2 separate regions of the Mus musculus genome follow, and region 2 is linked to region 1. A link is a contact called in public HiChIP or PLAC-seq data. All regions are on one chromosome and are shown on one strand. Each heading gives the region's core, a stretch centred on a gene start, on an enhancer-like site or on the middle of the called end of the contact. The rest is flanking DNA. Distances are from core to core; before and after follow the strand shown. Region 1 has its middle 35 kb from the start of Socs3. Region 2 overlaps Dnah17 (dynein, axonemal, heavy chain 17).

Region 1 (5,787 bases), core at 1,790-4,289:
GACTGGGAGGTGCGTGGGTGCAATGGTCCAGAGGCAAGGGGGCAATTTCTCCCTTTCAGGAAAACACTTCAGAGATGCATTCATTCATTCATTCATTCATTCATTCATTCATTCATTCATCTTCCGTAGGCACTTTATTACTGGAATTGAATTTCATGTGTCCCTAAAAATCCAAAGTTAAAGGGGGTGTATAAAAATTAGGAAAAGGGTTGTGTTTCTTTCAATGTGAGTTGTGCATATGTCCCACCTTGGAGACTTGGGTTCCACACTGCCTCTTGGCTGGGCCTGCACTACAGAAAATATTCGTACCTCTCTGTGTATACTGTGTCTTAGGAGTCCCGGCCTCACAGCCCTTGGCACAGGATACCAAAGGGCAGAAGGGCTTCATAGAGAAGCAGGGGTCTGGGGTGCACATCTTCCACATATTACTGGTGAGTGACCTGGTCTCTCTGGGCCTATCCCTCCCCCTCCCGCTTCCATCACTCCTCCCCTCCCTCGGTAGAAGTGGAGCCCTGACTCTAGGCACAGGCAGATAGAAAAATAATCTCTTCTGTGGGTGTCCCTAAGAACACACACCAAAGAACTAGGCGGCTCCTGAAGTCTGAGGAAGACCCGCTTATTGTGATAGATGGCGGGTTCCCAGAAAGGGCAGTTGTTAGTAAAGTCCTCCTTGTGATTGAGAGGCTTATGGACACAAAGTAACCCAGGAGGCCTTATCCAAAGAGAAACGTAAAGAAACAAAAAGGCCAGTCAGTCAGTCAGTCAACACACATTAACTGTCAGCCGACTCTGTGCCAGATACTCTTGCAGGCTTTGGACAGACAAGAAGTTCACTCAGCAGCCTAGGAGCCTTCAAAGCCCTGTGTGTCACCCTCAGGAGTAGGTACCAAACATCTGTGGAGCACTGGGGTCACCTTCAGGCCAAGGATAAGGGGCCTCTTGGGATGAGGGAGGCCCAGCCCAGGACAAGGCTCAGGCCCAGAGCCAGGGGGCCACCCTGAGGTGTGGTGGCCCCTGGGCAAAGAGTGACTCAGGCTCCGCCCAGCCTCCCTAACTGGGCCTGGGTTTGGTTTGTTTAAGAACAAATTAGTCACAGCAGGCAGCTTTCCCGAAAATAAAATGAGAGTCCCCAGGAAGCAGGGAAGATTGGAGGCAGGCGAGTGAGTCAGCACGTGCTCCCCCAAGGGCTCCACTTTCCAAATATGAGACCTCCTCCCTCCTCCCTCCTGCTCCTCCTCCTCCCCAACCTGTTCCTCTGCAGCCTCTATCTCTCTTTTTCCGCCTCCTCTCCTGTCTCCCTCCACATCCCCTTCCCACCAGTTGGGCTCAGTCCTCAGGAGCACTCACTGTCCCTGTCCCTGTCCCTGTCCCTTCCTGGTCTCTCCTTCTCCTCCGTCCACCGCCCCCTCCCCCGCCCAGGCATTGGCTGCAAGAGGAAAGCAGGGAAGGCCTGGCCCTCCTCTTAGGACCCCTCCACCACTGGGAAGGAAGCCTTCAGGGTGCTGCCATATTGCAGACAGTGATGGTCATTACCTGGGAATAGGCGGGGGTGGGGGGTCACAGAAAGAGGGACCCTTAAAGACTCGGTGGGGCTGCAGGCCCCCTTCCTGGGCCTCCACTGGCCTGTGAAATCAGTCCTCTCTGAACTCTTTGATTTCTGCTGCCTAGGGAAGTCTTATGGGAACTGGGACTGGGGGCCAGTTTGGATTCAAAGAATGGGCTCTGGCCTAGCCTCTCTCCCTGCTTCTCTGGCAGCCTGTGAGAGAAGGTTTCACCCCATGGGAGGGAGCCAGCTCTCAGTTTGGAGGAGACTCTGGTCACATACCTTCACAGCCCAAACTCAGAGGGTCAGCAGCAAAGGTTCCTGACTGCAGGAAGGAGCCAGGCTTAGGAATGGCCCTTGATAAGTCACTGAGGACCTAGGACAGCTTTCCTACAGGATTCTAGAGTCTTCCTCCAGCCCCCTTTCAGCAGGTGAGAGCAATGCTCTCTCATTGCCCCTGGGAACTTCCGCCCCCCCCCCGCACCCCCGCACCCCTCTCCCCCGGGACCATCACTTCTAAGACTACCCCCAGGAGTCAGAGCAAGCAGCCCCAGGCCTAGGTCACTCGACTGGGCCGGGGTCCCTTGCCTCTCCCGTCTCTGTTCAGTCTCTGCTTGCATTTCTCAATGAATAATTTAGCTGTTTGAGTTACAGTAAAGAGCAGTACAGCTTCCCTCCCCAAATCGTTAAGAACTGATATGTTCGGCGTCTTGATTCCTTCTGAGGAAGAAAGTCCCTTTCCTAGCAAAACTGAGCCTTAACCAATATCTGTGACAGTAATAGGCTATTGATATAAATATATCATATATGTGTGTGTGTGTGTGTGTGTGTGTGTGTGTATGTGTGTGTGTGTGTGTGCTCTAAAAATTGACTGTAGTGTCAGCCACTGGTTCTTGGGAACAGGAAAGAATAACAGACCTGACTCTGGGTGTGGGTGCTGCTGCCATAGAGAGAAAAAGAGCTACATAAAGTGTGGAATGGAGTGGATGTTGTGTGCACATGTGTGTGTGTGTGCATGCATGTTCATGTGTGTTCACATGTATGCGCATGTGTGTGTACTTGAGTATTCATGTCCTATATAGATGTGTAATTCATGAGGGTATGTATAAGCATGTATGCCTGTGGGGGGTGCACACCTAGCTGTGTGTTACATGAGGCTGCACATGTGTGTACATACGGCACGTGTAGCTGGTGGTTTGTATCATGCTTGTGCCTGAGCTGTGCAGCTGGAAGGAACAGGCTGGGACACTGGGAGCTCCACAGTGCAGAGGGACAGTCCTTTCACATCTTCAGAGCTGGAAAAGTTGGGGTGTGGAATCTGGGTGAGGCTGGGCTTGGGCCTCCCAGTCAGGTGACTTGCAGTCAGGGAGGGGAGAGGCTCTGGGAAGTTCAGAGAGAGGGAGGGACTGAGGCGAAGGGCCAGGGTGGGGACCTGGGCTGGGAGTCTCTCTGAAGAGTGAGGCAACATCCAGGGGCTGGAGTTCTGGAGCAGAGAGCCAAGGAGATTGAGAGGTGTGGCTCAGAGGGTGGGTGGAGTCTGGTGGGTGTGTGAGAGCAGGGGTGGGGCTTCCCAGCACTGCTGTGGCAGGTGCTACCCTTGTGATGGTGGTAAAGAGAAAAGGACAGTGTTCCAGAGTGGAAGCCGCTGGAACTTGGCTTCCTGAAAGCTCCCTTGAGTGACTGGAGCAGGCAGCTCTCTGGCTGGGAGTGGGTTGGGTCTGAGTGTCCTGACTAGACTGACCCAGAGCCACTGAACCTGTCCCTGGGCCTGATCTGCTGACCCATGCCTAAGCAAGACAACCAACCTCCACAGGGGGCTCTTCCATCTCTGCCCATCCTCCCAACAGGACCCAGCAGCTTGAATTCACACTCCAGGCTGCAGGGTGGGCCTGAGATGGGCCTCACACCTCTCCCCCTGTTCCCATCAGTATCCGGTCTGTGTTTTCAGGCTGAGGCAATCTTCAGGTGCCTGTGCAGAATGCCCTGCCCTTGTGTAAGCTACCAAGCACCAGCCACTTGCAGGATCTTTCTCTCTTCAGAAGACTTCTTCCAACTTCCATCTCCGTGGAGAGTATTCTGGGTCTTTCAGTGTGCTGAATGCATAGACTGCTGAGGGGTGTCTCTGCAGTAGGCTGGGTGGATGCTTCCATAATCCAGCTTCTTACAGATGCTCTGAGAATCATAGATGAATCTTCTCCCTCTCCTCAGGATAATGTGGCAACCAGCTCTGACCCCAGCACCTTGCAGCCAGATGTGGGTCTGCTGCAGGGGCCTGGGAGCCACATCCCATCTCTCTTGTGCTGTTAGCCCCACATCCCACCTCTTGTGCTGTTAGCCACATCTGTTGCTCTGACCTCTGCTGTGCTCAGTGAGAGGGGAGGAAGGGTCCGGGTCTGAGGCAGCTGGGGAATTCGGCTTTGGAATCCGGACAGCAACCCCCAGGAAACTGCACCATGGTGTCTTGGCTCCTGAGGAGACAGGAAAGATGATCATGTTCCTCAGAAGAGAGGAGAGAGCTCCCAGTTTCCCCGGACAGGATGGGAAATAGCCTGGTTTCCAAGCTTGGAGCCTCACAGGGCTCCTTGCTTCCTGGGATATGCATGCAGGGACTTGTCTGTCTCTTTCTTTTCTTGCTGTCGTTCCTTCTGGCCCAGAGAGGTTTGTGCAGGGAGATTTGGCTGGTGGCAACCCTCAACATCTATTTCCTTGGTGGGAATGACGAAGCATCCTATGCCTCAAAAGGCCACCCTACCGCCTCATATCTCTCTGCTCTGTCCTGTGGCAGTGCAGTGGGCTTTGGGCAAGGAAGTGGCTTTTTTGCTCTTGGCCCAGGACCTTTGACTATGCTTCCGCTAGGCCGGGGGCCAGCAGGCTTTTCCTGAAAAGGAGTATGTGGTGAATACTTTAGCCTTTGGTCCTGGAGTGAGAGACAGCTCAGATCCCTGAGGGACTACGCCAGTAAACTCTGGACGCTGAAGCTTGAATCTCACGCAATAGTGGTCGCCTGTTGTGAAACAGCCTTCTTTTGATTTGCTTTTCAGCCACTTAAAAATGCAAAAACCAGACTGGGAACAGAGTTTAGCAGGTAGCGTGCTTCCCTGACATGGACAGAGCACTGTCTTCGGTTCCTGACACTGCATGAACCAGACGTGACAGCATATACTGTAATACCAGCCTTTGGGAGATAGGCAGGAGGCCATCGTCAGCTACACAGTGAGCTCAAAGTTGCCTAAGTTACTTAAGACCCTGATACACTGGCACACACGAACACGCACGTGCACACACAATAAAAAGATAAAAATCCAGTCAGGTGTGTGTAAGCACGTGTCTATAGTAACAGAACTTGCCCGGGGGGAGGGGTGGAGCCAACAACGCTCAACTACCCTTTCCTAAGGAGTTTGAGGCCATGGTGAGATCCTGTCTCCAAAATAAAACAACTCCAGCGACAACAGATTCGTTTGGCCTGAGGCTACAGCACGTGAAGCACCAGTTGCTGCAGCCCTTCAGAGCTGTCTCCTCCCCTGCAGGTATGCTGAGCATGGAAGTCTGGCACAGTGCCCTGGCTTCTTTCCCAGGAGGTAGGCTAGCACAGAGCCTGGTACACAGGGGTACGGACAGAGTAGCTATCAGTTAAACTCTCTTTGTTGTCCACGTTATCTCCTGATCTCCACAAAGCACAGCTGCTGTCCCCACCTGACAGACATCCCAGCAGAGGCCCAGAGAGATCCCAAAGCTGCCCCGGGTTGCTCAGGCAGCAGAGACTGTGACAGGGATCAACCCTGGGAGCTTGGTGGCTGAGCAACTAGGACCACATGTGGAATGCTAAGACTTCAGGGAATATGGCTAGGGTCACAGAAGCCTGTCCTGTCAAATCCTTGTTATAGTTGCTCTCTGCTGCTTTGTGGGTCTTTCTTCTTCCTCACCCTTAATTTTCCCTGCAACCCCGTTTCACCCTCTGCCACTAGATAGGCAAAAAAGGATGGAGGAGCGGGGAGATCTCTTTCCTTCCTTTTGTTTCTTCTTGGAGCTCAACTACTTACAAATTGCAACCAGAACTCCCTGAATGACCAGCAGCCACCCACCCTGTCTACATTTACACCCCCTCTGTAAAGTTTCCAGAATTCTGAAAGTCACACAATCACAGAAACTATCAACAGCTGGCAAAATCACACCTCTGCTAGAGCACGAGGCAACTCAGCTGCTACAGACAGCCCAAAGCAGCCCCACACCCCGACACCCAGGAT
Region 2 (5,787 bases), core at 1,086-3,585, 160 kb after region 1:
ATAGCCAGTGGAGTGCTGTCTTTGTAAGCACAAGGACCTGGCTTCGATCCCGTGTAAGTAAGGAGGCATCTTGCTTGTAATCCCAACACCCCTCGGGGGGCAGACACAGGAGGATCTCTAGGGCTCCCGGGGGCTAACCTGGCCTAATGGGAAAGCTTCAGACCCTGACCTCAAACTAAGTTTCCTGAGAAACCACCCAAGGTTCATGTGCACGGACACACACTCACAAACTCACACACGCATCTTCTAAGATTTAACCAAGAGACTCAAGGGAAAGAAAGTACTCAGAGGATGGAGGTGCCTGCCGTCCAGCCCAACAACCCCAGTTCCATTCACGGGAAGCAAAGAATTGATCCCCCCCCCCACACACACACACAGGTTGTCTTCTGATCTCATGCACACGAGATGCACATGTATACACACACAAAGAGACAGAGGGGGTGGGGATTGTAAAAAAAAAGAATAGTTTTGGCGTCTGATTTCTGGGGACACACTGTAGATTGGTGTCTGATTTCTGGGGACACATTGTAGATTAGCGTCTGATTTCTGGGGACACACTGTAGATTGGCGTCTGATTTCTGGGGACACACTGTAGATTGGCGTCTGATTTCTGGGGACACACTGTAGATTGGCGTCTGATTTCTGGGGACACACTGTAGATTGGCGTCTGATTTCTGGGGACACACTGTAGAAGGGTTCTGAGGCTTGACCCCAGCAAGTTGTTTACTGTAGAAGGAGTAATGTATTGGTGACGATGACACTTGTACTGTTACGGGACAGCTTATGACCCACACAGACAGTGAATACAGCTTCACCTTGGAGAGGGGGACCTGAACTGCCTGCTTCTAGGTCAGTTTGACACAAGTTACAGTCGTTTCAGAGAGAGAGCCTCAACTGAGAAAATGCCCCCACCAGATCAGCCTGTGGGCAAGCCTGTGGTTCATTCCCTTAATTAGCGATTGATGGGAGAAGGCTCGGGCTGCTGTGGGTGGGGCCTAGCCTGGGCTGAGGATGCTGGGCTGCAAAAGAAAACAGGCTGAGCAAGCCTTGAGGATCGAGCCAGTAAGCAATGATCCTCCGATCCTCTGTGGCCTCTGCTTCAGTTCCTGCCTCCAGGTTCCTGTCCTGACTTCCTGGACGACGGACTACAGTTGTGAGCTGCGCCTGTAATAAACCCTTTCCTCTCCAAGTTGCTTTAGGTCATGTAGTTTTTATCTCAGCAATAGGCACTCTCATCAAGACAGGGGGTTGGGGGTGGGATGGGGGTGGGGCTTCTGGCTACTGCCTGGTAGTGTGGGGCCCAGAGCCTCCAAACCTGCTTTTTGTTGTAGTCTTTGATGGCGTTTTCGTAGCCTTCCTCCAGCCTTGCGAACGCCAGGCCCACCTCCGTCGTCCACCAGATCTGCGTGCATGTCAGCGCCACCTGGAAACCACCCAGAAGAAACTGTTCTTTATGGACAGTAAGACGAGGTCATAGCCAGGTGTGGTGGCACACACCTTTAATCCCAGCACTCAGGAGGCAGAGGCAGGTGGATCTCTTTAGTTTGAGGCCAGCCTGGTCTACTGAACGAGTTCTGGGAAAGCCAGGGCTACACAGAGAAACCGTCTTGAACCCCCACTTTCATCTACACCCCCAGAAAAAAGAAAAGACAAGGCCACGAGGCTGGACAGACAGCTCTGTGGTTAAGAGCACTGGCTGCTTTTCCAGAGGACATGGGTTTACTTCCCCCCACCCCATCCTACTCTACCCTCGTGGATGCGCACAACCATCTTTAATTTCAGTTCCTGGGGATCTTTCGCCCTCTAGTGGGCACTGTGGGCATTGCACACGTGGTACACATATATACACACAGGCAAAACACCCATACACATAAAATAAAGGGAAATTTCTTTTAAATGAGCTTGCATTATACAGTTAACCCCATTCCCAACAGACAAGAGCATGACCCAGGGCCCAGAGCCACACTGCAGTGGGCCCGCATCCATTCCAGACCTGGGCCGGGTAGTCAAAGATCCATTGTTCCCTCGGTTTCTCCTCGTAAGTCACCACGGCTTCTGGAATTTCGTGGCGCAACGTGGCGCGCATTCGGTCCAGCACGCGATTCAGCCACACTTCCACCTGGGGAAAGACCTCACTCTGACCTCACAGGCATATCTCATCACAGTGACTGGTACGCCCGAAGCAGGTGAGCTTGGCGGGCAGGCGGAGCCACCCTGCCTGTCCTGACCTCTGCCCAGTCCTTTCCCAACAAAGAAGTTGGCCACCTGGGATCTCCACCTGCACTGAGCTTCACCCACACCCCTCTCTAAACAAAGCCACCATCGCTCTGATCTATGGCTACTCAATAGCTTCCTTCCGGGGACCAAGCAAGCATCCCAGATCCAGAAGCAGTGAGCCAGCCCAGTGTGGACCAGTTTTGGGGTACATGGGGAGAGAGGCAGAATGGATCCCAAGTCAACTCTTCAGGAAAATCCCCTGTTAGCCATCTCATGGGTTTGCACGATCGGGCACGCACATGTTCCAAGTCCAGGATTAACAACCAACTCCTCCTCCACCTGGATCCACAGAAACAGTGTTGGCACCCAGCCAGAACTCTGAGCCACTTATTTTAGTGCCCACTGCCCCTGTGTGTCTGCTCTATTCCTTTGCTTTGTCTCTAAATAGTCTCTCCTCTGCCCGCCCGCTGTTTTTATCACTTGTGTGTGAGCTTCAACTCTTTAAACAAGATGCCAAGAACTTGGAAGCTCCCTCCAGCGTCAGGGACAGAGATGCTAATGTTACCCATAGAGCAGTAGAAGACGACCCACCCGAGCCAATGAGATGCCTCAGTTGGTAAAGGCATTTGTAGTGTGAGACTGACGACCTAGGTTCGATACACAGAATCCCCATAAAATGGAAGGAGAGAATCATGTCCACAAAATTGTCCTCTAACCTCCATGTGAGTGTCTCCCCCCCACACACACACTAGGATAAAGTCCGTGTCCCCCCTCCCCCCCCCAGACAGGGTTTCTCTGTATAGGCCTGGCTGTCCTGGAACTCACTCTGTAGACCAGGCTGGCCTTGAACTCAGAGATCTGCCTGCCTGTGCCTCCCAAGTGCTGGGATTAAAGGCATGCGGCACCAACGTCCGGCTAGGATAAAGTTTTTAAAAAGCCCCCAAAGCTGACCCCACCTAAAGGCCGCTTTAGTAAGCCAGGGACACCTGGCAAAAGCTTGCGGAGTATACAGTTATCCCTAAGTCGGAGAAGGGAGCAGGCAGCCATGCAGAGAAGTCTATCTCAGTGGGAGACTGTCTACCTTGCTCTCATGGGGTGCTGGGCTCATCTCCAGCACCACAGCTGATCAAGCCCAGCTCTCCCTGCTGCACCTGGGTCGGGGAGCAGGCTGTCTTTTCTAGCGGTCACTCCCCTGAAAGGACCTTGCTGCTGCTCAGAGTCCCTCTGAGAGGAGCAATGGGAGGCTAAGCCCCATCTAGCCCCTCTGACCTCCCTAGTGCCCAGACTCTAGTGAGAGGTTCTGGTTTGCCCCTACGCATTTTCCTTCAGGCTAATGGCCATATCATCTCTGTGGCTGGGTCAGAGGTCAGGCAGCGAGGTCGGGGAAGGGCCAGTGAGAAGTTTGCTGTCGTTAGGTAGGATCCGGTAAACCGAGTGTAGGTGACATGCTTGCTGGAAGGAGGACCAGGGCCACACGATTGCTTCTCTGAAGCCACTCAATCGTCATGCCCACTTCCTGTGCACAGGGGCTCAGAACCTGTTCAGGTGGCACAGCCCCCTTCTGCACCAGCTGTGACAATTCAGAGATGGGTCAAGCCTACCTCTTCTTCCTTCCTTTGCCCCTTCCTTTACCACACACTACGGGAAGGCTGTGTGCTATAGATTCTATAACAAAGTTGGAGCCGGTGAGATGGCTCAGCAGGTAAAGGTGCTTGCTGCCAAGCCTGGCAAACATGAGCTCTATCCCTGGGGCCCACACAGTGGAAGGAGAGAACCGACTCCCGAAAGTTGTCCTCTGACCTCCACTGGTACATCAGATAAAAAGAGGCCCCCAAGCATCTCCTTGACAGATGGATGACCACATGGCAGCATGCAGCCAACCCCGCCCCTCCAAGGCTCACCTGCCCGGAGAGGTCACACTCCTTATCAAAGTCCACAAACTCGTCCTCCTTGCTGTACATCCCCAGCCCAAACTTGAGTGGCTTTCCACTAGCGTCAAGGCGGAACTTGAGCTTACACAGGCTGTCGAAGAGCTTGGACAGGTGGCGGCTCACCTGGGGGAAGGACCCTAGAGTTGCTGGGAGCTCTGGGCTACTTAAGCCCCACCCCCATCCTTTTTCTTTTGTCTTTGGAATATTTGTTCCTTGTCTTCTTTGACTGATGTTAATGGAGGCAGCCACAGGCTGGGGGGGGGGGAGAACTGGCCTCTCTTTCCTAGGAGCTCTGGGGACGCGTCTTCCTAGATCCCAGGGTGTGTGTGTCAGGGCAAAGGTCATGAAGGCCACACAGAGAACCAGTCAGTGTATCTTTCAGATGTTCACAGAGCCCCCCCCCCCCAACTTCTTACCCATCCCATAGAAGGAGGCAAGCAGGGTGGAGTCAGGTGACTTGCCCAAAGTCACGGGATACATTGTGAGCTTGTCCTCCAGCCAGGGCTCCTAGGTGCAGGGGTTTACACCATTGCATTCCTGCCTACCTCCACGGGGTCGTTTCCGTTGGAGAGAATATCAAGCAGATCGGCGGAGGAGACAAAATAGAACCGTGGGAACGCCAGCCTCTTGGTCTCCAGATATTCAGCCAGCGCCTTTTCACACACAGCCAAGCTAAGGGGAAGGAGAGGAAGGGAGGGAAGGGACTGGTGGGTCCTTTACTGTAGGGCTCTTGGCCAGCCCATGCCCTTGGCTTACTGAAAGCATCTAGTTTTTCTCCACAGACCCTATTCGTCTCCAGATGCCCCTGTCCTCCACCAGCTCTGATCACACAGTGTGTGTCCTAATCCATCTCAGGGATGGAATATTATTAGCCTGTGACCTGTGCCTTTGCACAGCAGGTGGCACATGACCTGTCCCATCAACACCTCAACTGGACATATGGGATGGAGACCCACCTCATCTTCAGGTTCTCCAGTTTGTTATAGAGATCCGGTTTGTTTGTGGCTTCCACCACGTTTGGTGTCTTCACAGCATCCTCCATCAAAGCCTGGGGGTGGGGGAGAAGGGAGGACAGAAGGATTGAAGTCTATGCCACCCATAGCAGCCGTCTCTGGGAACACCCAGTGTCCCAGCTCACTTTGAATTCCTGGTCAATGGCGTCGAAGCGCTTAGAATCCTCTGGTAGCTGGGCTCTGATGTCTTCTGAGCCGATGAAGATGCTCTCCAGGTGGCTCCAGGTTCTTTGGACCTCAAACCAGATGGAGATGACCGAGTCTGCGGTGGACAGCTTCTGCTGCCAGCTGGTCACCTCCTTCAGGAAGTGTGACAGGTACTTGGACATCATCAGGTTCTGCAGCTGCACCTGGTTGTCCTCCAGCGTCTCCACCAGCACTTCGTCAGACTTGAGCATCATGGTGCCTGTCCGTGGATGTAACTCGTGCTCAAATTCCATGGTAGTCCAGGTGATGTCCAGGGTCTTCAGCACCTTTCAGGGGAACGGACACAGGGAGTGTTCTGAGTGTAAGACGGCACCCACCGGCTCCTGTGCCTGTGCGCTTGGCTGCTACCTCGTGCTGCACTTCGGGAAGGCTTAGGAGCTGGAGGAAGTGGATCACTTGAGGCTGTGTATGGAACTGCC

The links. HiChIP or PLAC-seq counts read pairs in DNA pulled down with a chosen protein or histone mark.
Region 2: a contact with region 1 is called in an H3K27ac HiChIP or PLAC-seq map of embryonic stem cells, with 8 read pairs. The contact joins two enhancer-like sites. A contact is called at or near these places in 1 of 15 datasets of contacts at CTCF or cohesin (large pre-B cells), 13 of 484 Hi-C or Micro-C datasets (ECoMG myeloid progenitors, Th2 cells, bone marrow-derived macrophages and 8 more), 2 of 115 datasets of contacts at active chromatin or transcription factors (embryonic stem cells and pancreatic cancer cells) and 2 of 9 other capture datasets (adipose tissue and liver).

The regions. Positions count from the first base shown.
Region 1 is chr11:117,931,357-117,937,143 of GRCm38.p6, forward strand. No RefSeq gene overlaps it. Among named protein-coding and RNA genes, the nearest start is that of Socs3, 35 kb to the right of the region's middle. Within about 2 kb of position 3,040, at least 119 of the 459 cell types and tissues checked have an H3K27ac peak or open chromatin away from gene starts, as enhancers often do. A contact at or near this core is called in embryonic stem cells, where this site is marked.
Region 2 is chr11:118,089,401-118,095,187 of GRCm38.p6, forward strand. Dnah17 (dynein, axonemal, heavy chain 17) reads right to left here. Exons shown (of 81, transcript NM_001167746.1): 28 at 5,287-5,634; 29 at 5,105-5,196; 30 at 4,694-4,820; 31 at 4,119-4,271; 32 at 1,994-2,119; 33 at 1,316-1,402. Among named protein-coding and RNA genes, the nearest start is that of Dnah17, 37 kb to the right of the region's middle. Within about 2 kb of position 2,336, at least 4 of the 459 cell types and tissues checked have an H3K27ac peak or open chromatin away from gene starts, as enhancers often do. A contact at or near this core is called in embryonic stem cells, where this site is marked.